2 separate regions of the Hordeum vulgare genome follow, and region 1 is linked to region 2. Evidence: chromatin contacts called from public Hi-C data. All regions are on one chromosome and are shown on one strand. Each heading gives the region's core, a stretch centred on a gene start, on an enhancer-like site or on the middle of the called end of the contact. The rest is flanking DNA. Distances are from core to core; before and after follow the strand shown. Region 1 has its middle 33 kb from the start of LOC123450773. Region 2 has its middle 15 kb from the start of LOC123447096.

Region 1 (3,555 bases), core at 46-2,545, 220 kb before region 2:
GCATTTTTCCAAAATGTTTGGTATTTGCAAACAAATGTCTAATATTTTCAGAAAATAATTTTGTAAATATTATAAGTAATTTTGTGTTCAGAAATTGTTATTAGATTTCGAAAAATGTACTTGCTTTTAAAAAATGTTCCAAAATCTAAAAAATTATATTTTTTAAACTTTATTCATAATTTCAGAAAATGTGCTGGAATTTTGAAAAATGTTCTTCACATTCGAAACATGTTTTTGCTTCAAATACGAAAAGAAAAGAAAAAAATAAAGAAAAACAAACCAAAGAAAAGGAAATAAACATAAAAAAGAAACTTATTAGATTTTTTGAAAGAAAAAAAAAAGCTGAGCTAGTCAAGTTTGGGCGAGCCCCCCGTGCGTGCTAGCGCCTCCCTGCCACAGATTGCGGCAGGTAGGACCTCCCGGTTTGCGCGGCCACTCGTTCCACAGCAGCCTGGTTTGTGAGAAGACGCCAGAAACGACTATTTCCTATTTGGTGCCAGAGGCGCCAGTTAACGTCTATTTTTTGAACTGGCGCCTGCAGCGTTCTTACATGGGCGAGCCCATCTAAATGCAGGGTGACGAATTTTTGTACTGAAAATACTATGGACTATTTTAACTATTGTTGAACTTTTTTAAAATTTTGAGGAACATTATTTAAAATGTATGAACTTTTCTGTGGAAACGATGAATCTTTGTATTAAATATTAAAATTCTATGAACTGCTTTGAATACTAATGAATTCTTTGAAAATTTATGAACATCTTTTTGAAATGGGATGATTTTTTTTAACATTGATGAAATTATTTAACATTTACGAAATTTTCTTTTCAGTTCAATGAATTGTTTTGAAATACATGAATTGTTTCAACATAAATGAATTGTTTTTTAATTTCTATGAAATTTGTAAATTTTAAAGAACTTTGTACAAATTTAATGAACTTTCTCCAAATTGGATGAACCTTTTCTTAAATTGATGAACAGTTTTTAAAGGAATGTTGTTTTCAAGTGGATGTAATTTTTTACTTAAAACTGTAAACTTTTTTAATTTATATTTTTATTTTTGTCAAAAATGGAAAATTTGGTTGGTGTTTTTCCTACTACTCCCTCTGTATTATAGTATTTGTTGTTGTGAAGAACTAATCTAGAAACAGATGGAGTAGATTAAGACAAAAAAACAGAACCAAAAAACCCGGCAGCTCGTGTGCTAGTGGGCCGGTCCTTGCCAACTACGCTGCAGGCGTCGGATGATTAACGGGCGACTGCAGCGCTGCCTAGGAGCTCCCCAGAAACGGTCTAAGGATGCGCCGAATTTTGTACGCAGCGAACACCCCAACGAAACAGTGGATCAGCCCATCTTAGAGAAGCATACAGTAGAGCTCGTATTTTGTTTTGTGAACAATCCAGATGATTCTGCCTGCGGTTCTTTTGGTTTTCTTCTTCGTTTTTATTTTTAGTCTCTTTCAGTTTATTTTCCCTCTTTTCCTATTAAATTTTTCATCATGTTTTTCTTTTTTTTCTTAAAAATTCACGAGCTTTTTCAAATTCAAAAACATTTTCAAATTCGTGAACAGTTTTAAATTCATAAAGTATTTCAAAATTTCAAACAATTTTCTAAAATCCAGAACTTCTTTTCAAATTTGTGGATATGTTTTCAAATTTCATGGACTTTTGCCAAATTCGTGAACTTCTTTTCCAAAATCCTGAACTTTTATCAAATCCATGATTTTATTTTTCAAATTTGTGAACTTCTTTGCAATCAAGATTTTTTGAAAATTTCTGAACTTTTTTTGAAATGCACGAACAATTTTTTTTAACTATGATTTAGTCCATAAATAATCGAGAGGTGGTTTTTCTCCAAACCGAGAGATGTTTAAGCGGATATTTACAAAGGGTTCTTCGAGTCGGGGTCTATAGAAAACACCTCAAGAAGCACCTAAGTATAATCTTCCTCAGGATGCTGATGTGTGACTATGCGGATGGTTGTGTCACACTTTCATTAGAGAAGCTGGTTTCCAACATGACTTTGTGCAACTCGTGCAGAACGCCACTAACCTCATTCCTCGCAAATGAGTGTAATCAATACCAACTCCGCACCAATACTTATGCGCAAAATTTCTGGTTCAAGCCTAGGCAGGAAATCCCTACCGTATCATTTCATCTTTGTGATGAACCCTTTGAAATACCATTTGTCGATTTCTACCATGTATGCATGATTCTTGCTGAGGGTAACAAGATTTGGCAATTACATGTTCTCTCAAATATTCATTCATGTGGGTATAGGGATCAATATGGATCTCCATGGTTCCGCTGTTCATCATTGATCGGAAAGTGCTCTGGTCATGTCTATACTTCACCGAACTTATTGTTGGGGAACGTCGCATGGGAAACAAAAAAATTCCTATGCTCACCAAGATCAATCGATGAAGACTAACATCTACGAGAGAGAGAGAGAGGTAGGGCGCCGCCAAACAATTGTGTATTGGCTGCCTCCCTCTCCCTCTCTATTTATAGGAGGAAGGACTACCCGAACCCGAACCCGCTACTATTACACAAAGTCATGTTGGAAACCAGCTTCTCTCATGAAAGTGTATTGTGTATTGTGAGGTAATTCGGGTATCGGGTAAGGGTTCGGTTCTCATTTTTTGACTATTCGGTTTTCGGGTTAGGGTTCGGGTTCTAGTCTGAAAAACCCGAAATACCCATACTACCCAAATTATTCATACTGTCCAAAATTTTCATGTTATTATTACACTAACTTGTTACCCATACTAACATAAATACCCATATTACCAAAAATACCCATACTTTCCGAGTTATTCATATCAAAAGTTGATGTATGCTCCGAATATTTTGGGTATTTTGGGTACCCGAATTACCCCAACCGAAATTTTGGGTAATTTGGGTTCGGGTATTTTTTTGACAGAAACAATTTTGGTTCCCATTTTCGAATACCCGAATTACCCATAAACCGAACTACTCGAACCGAAATAACCAAAATACCCGAATGACTAGGCTGAGGTAGGGCTAGCCTTGGCCCCTCCTCCAAGGAGAGAGGGTTCGACCAAACTAGGAAGGAGTCCTCCTCCCACAAGGGAGGTGGACACCCTAGGGAGGACTCCTCCTCCACCAAGGCGCTTCTCCCAGCTACCCTTGGGCGCATGGGCCTCTTCGGGTCGGCTTCCCAATCCCACCAGGGGCTGGAGCGCCACCTCTCAGGCCCATGTGGCTCCCGGGATGGTGGGCCTCTCTCGGTGGACCCCCGGAACCCTTCCGACACTCCTCGTACAATACTTGAAAACCCCGAAACTATTCTGAAACACGAATACCACTTTTCTATATATAAATCTTTACCTCCGGACCATTCCGGAGCTTCTCGTGACGTCTGGGATCTCATGCAGGACTCCGAACAACCTTCGGTCACCAGCACTATAACGAAACTATCTCTATATCATCAACGAACCTTAAGTGTGCAGAACCTGCGGGTTCGGGAACTATGCAGACATGACCGAGAAACTCTCCGGTCAATAACCAATAGCGAGACCTCGATGCGCATAT
Region 2 (3,775 bases), core at 1,261-3,760:
ACATTTCATAAAGAAGCGGTGTGTCATAAATCTCGCATGCGAATGGCTGGTTCTATATAGGATGTTTCTCGCATTATGATGGGTTGAACTCATTAAAACTATTTCCAAGACCGAGGTAACGTGCAACAACTCAGATGCAATCCAGCGTTGGAGCTCGGATGGAAGACGACATTGCCACACGAGAAACACTTCAAACCCGAGGTGTGACGTAAAAATAACAAGGAATTAATAAAGGCCGATAACTTAAAGGGGCTCATCGGATGGCCGACTTGTGAACTCTTTGGATTCACCTCGCGATCCTCAAGATCAAAGATGGGAAGATTTATTGAATCCGTTTTCAACACCGACGGCCAAAGATGAAGAACAGGTCGGAAGAACCGAGGAGCATTCCTAACTTGAAGACCGGCTCAGGGGCCACTAACAGTGTCCTGGACTAGGGGTATTCACCACATCATCTCCCGAGCAGTGGGTCGGGCCGAGGACCTGATGAGGACATCAATACCATTGTTACGCCCACAACCCCACCTGGTATACATACTGGACCAGTTACTAGAGTTCGCGCATACCAATTGAATTACGAGGTACTTTTGTTTCTTGGAAATCCTTCTAATGTTCATGAATATGATATTGCCTAAGTTAAATATTTTTGTTGTACTTATGAATGAAGGACCTAGCATGCACACGAAGGATATACGTTGGAGAGGGATCAAGCATGGAGAAGAAGGTGCACGCACGGGAAAGCACAATGGAGCTTCCACTCGTGATTTTCGCACTTTGAAACCACCATAAGGAGAGCATGAAGGCTTGGACGAAATATTCAAGATGCCATTTTATAAATTATGTCCATAGGCTATTATAGGTGTCGCTCACCTTATTTTTGGGCCACGCCCATGTAATTTTGAAATACTACCATGTAGGCTGTTTTTAGAGTCTGTATGCGTGGGGAAATCGAGTTTAGGGTAGTTTTCATACCCCTCCTTCAAGGGTCACGAAAATCCATCTCTGTTTCCTCATATATACAGCCCTTAGGACACATTTAGACTTGGGTTTTCTTTAGATTACAAGTTCGCCATAGCTGCTACTTCATGTTCTTCGTTTGTGTTCCACGACCACACAAAGGCGTCACAGAACCCCATCTTTATTGATAAAGATTTCCTCCTATATATGCAATATCCAGATTGCAATCTTAGTTTCTTGCTTGTTCTTCGTTTGCGTGTAGGAAACAGACCCTCGTGGTCAGGTTGATCGTGCTCCGGCGTGGTCAATAACCTCTCGGAGTTGGTTTAGCGATTGCTAAGGCGCGGCATCCTCGCACGTTCGTAGTCGGATCATCAAAGTATACTCCAACAAAAACGATAACCACCATCTCATCGAAAGGCATGGACAACTTTGCCTCTATCAGGACCCCCATGGCGGTTCACTAATAGGCCACTTCAGACAAACCATGACATATACGAGGAAGATTTAACAAGCCTTGATGATCAAGACAAGGACCCATCTCCTCCGACATAGCCGACTAGGACCCTTATTATCCTAGGCCTTCGATGCATTTATATAAGTCGGGGCAGGCTAATCGATAGATCATTATGACATACATTTCCATACACAACCTCACAACCCCTAGAGTTTAGCCCACAAATCCACGATCTCGAGGTAGATCAACTCTATAATCTTACAATATCAATACAACAAGAGCAGGATGTACGGTTTTACCTCTATCAAGAGGGCGTGAACCTCGATAACCTCCTCGTGTTTTTGTCTCCTATTACCATCTCTCGGATCTCATAGCTCCTCCCCCCCCCCCCCCCCCCCCGCCCAAGGTCTGTCTGTTTTGACACCACATCTAGTGATAAAGCACCGGGTGCATAGAGATGTACAACTCGCCTACGAGGAGCTCGTGGCACCAACGTGAAGTTGGCCACTACGCGCGGACTAGTGGTCATGCTTGCCACATTTGTTGAAGAAGTCCATGGCGTCGATGAAGGCTAGGTTTCATGTGAGGGGATGGGAAAGCAAACACGATGTGGACGGATGTGGATGAGGCCGTCCCCCATCACACGCTTGCATTTAGAATGGACAGACGCGGACGTTTTCAATGGTTAATCGTGTGGACTTAGACGCACGCGTGGCATTAAATAGGACAAGCAAACGTGCGGCTCGTTTGTATCATGTTCGTGTTGACGCAAGGTTCAAATTTTGATTAAAAATACGTCCAAACGGACACCGAAGAAAGTAACTTAAAAATGTAAATAGAAATACAACGGCGTGTTATGGTCGTAATTTTTTATCCGTACGAACTTGAACAAATGTAGACGGACGAAATGCGTCGGGGGCGTTGGAGACTAGGGGTGGGGCAAAGAGGCCGAAATGGGAGGAGGAAACTGAATTCATCTGCACCTTCCTCCCCCCCTCCTCTGGTATCACCGCTTCTACGGCGTAGCCCCGGAGCACCCTACCGTGTATGGTCTCTAGATAAGGCTGGACGTACCGCGTGGAGTCGAGCCCGGACAAGCCGAGGGGGCGGGGAGGCAGCGGTTTATCTCCCTCGGGAGATGTGCCATGTCACTCTGTCACCCATCCATCCATCCATCCATCCATCCACGCCCTCTCTCTCCTTTTCCTTCGTCTCGTCGTTTTGTCAGCTTGCGTGCAACCTCATGGGGAGTCACCTCCCCTCAGCGTCTGCGGATTCCAAAGTAGGCCGCAGCAGCTACCTAGTGCTGGCTGCTAGCTGCGAGCCCAGGAGTAGCTGACGATGCATCGCCAACACACAAACTCTTTTCTTTCTTTTCCTCGTTTACTATAATGTCCTGTTTGGTTTCAATAAATCAGGTAACTTAAAACCAATGACTTATAAATCACGCCTGTTTGGTTATCATCTGACTCATAAGTCACCTTTCTACGTAAAAGTAAATGATTTATAAGTTTTAAGTTGAGGTGAAGCAACTTATTCTGACTCATAAGTCACCTTTCTACGTAAAAGTAAATGATTTATAAGTTTTAAGTTGAGGTGAAGCAACTTATTACTTATATGTTGAGGTGACTTATAAGTTGGGTCTGTTTATAAAATAAGTCACTTTTTACACTTTTCAACTTATAAATTAATGACTTATTTGGAACCAAACAGACCTAACAATATAGATAGATGTTGCAACGTGACAAAGGGGGGCCGTCCCGAAAAGGGAGCGTGTCCTGGGGATTATTGTAGTAGTAGTAGTAGGAGACGGATCACGACTGCGGCATTGATTGATTTGATTGACGATGGATGGATATCTGTGCAACTTGGGTTGGGCTTCCCGAGGAGGCAAGCAAGCCAAGCCAAGCCAGTGCTCGACCGCGGACTTGCTCGTCTGCTTGCCTCACCCTACCGCGAGACCACCGGCGTGGAGCGACTTCAAATAGCCGTTTGGTGATCGAATAAGTCGTGAAATGTTGTCGGAAAACAATCAAAGAGCATATCGACGTCGGACGAATCTACTGCCGCGTGATGTGAATTACTCGTTCCGTCTTAAAATTAAGTCAATTTTGTATTAACTATAGTATAAAATTATAGAGAGTGATGTTTTGACTCATAGGTATAGATATACCGAAATTGCTTTTGGAGGCCGAGCTTCATAAAGGCTTTTAATAATTAAATTCAAAATTTATCAAAATTTATATTTTCATATTTTCAAAAATTCTGAAAACAAATACAGAGATAAGTGAGGGCGTAAATAACATATGTGTAAATTTTTAAAAAAACCAAATACATTAAAGTGAGGTCTGTATAAAAAAA

What was found. Hi-C and Micro-C count contacts between places; a contact is called where the count stands out from the background.
Region 1: a Hi-C map of leaf shows a contact between it and region 2, with 8 times the contacts expected there. The contact joins two enhancer-like sites. A contact is called at or near these places in 3 of 6 Hi-C or Micro-C datasets (leaf and seedling).

The regions. Positions count from the first base shown.
Region 1 is chr4H:567,926,476-567,930,030 of MorexV3_pseudomolecules_assembly, reverse strand. No RefSeq gene overlaps it. Among protein-coding and RNA genes, the nearest start is that of LOC123450773, 33 kb to the left of the region's middle. Within about 2 kb of position 1,295, at least 3 of the 3 cell types and tissues checked have open chromatin away from gene starts, as enhancers often do. A contact at or near this core is called in leaf and seedling, where this site is marked.
Region 2 is chr4H:567,707,661-567,711,435 of MorexV3_pseudomolecules_assembly, reverse strand. No RefSeq gene overlaps it. Among protein-coding and RNA genes, the nearest start is that of LOC123447096, 15 kb to the right of the region's middle. Within about 2 kb of position 2,510, at least 3 of the 3 cell types and tissues checked have open chromatin away from gene starts, as enhancers often do. A contact at or near this core is called in leaf and seedling, where this site is marked.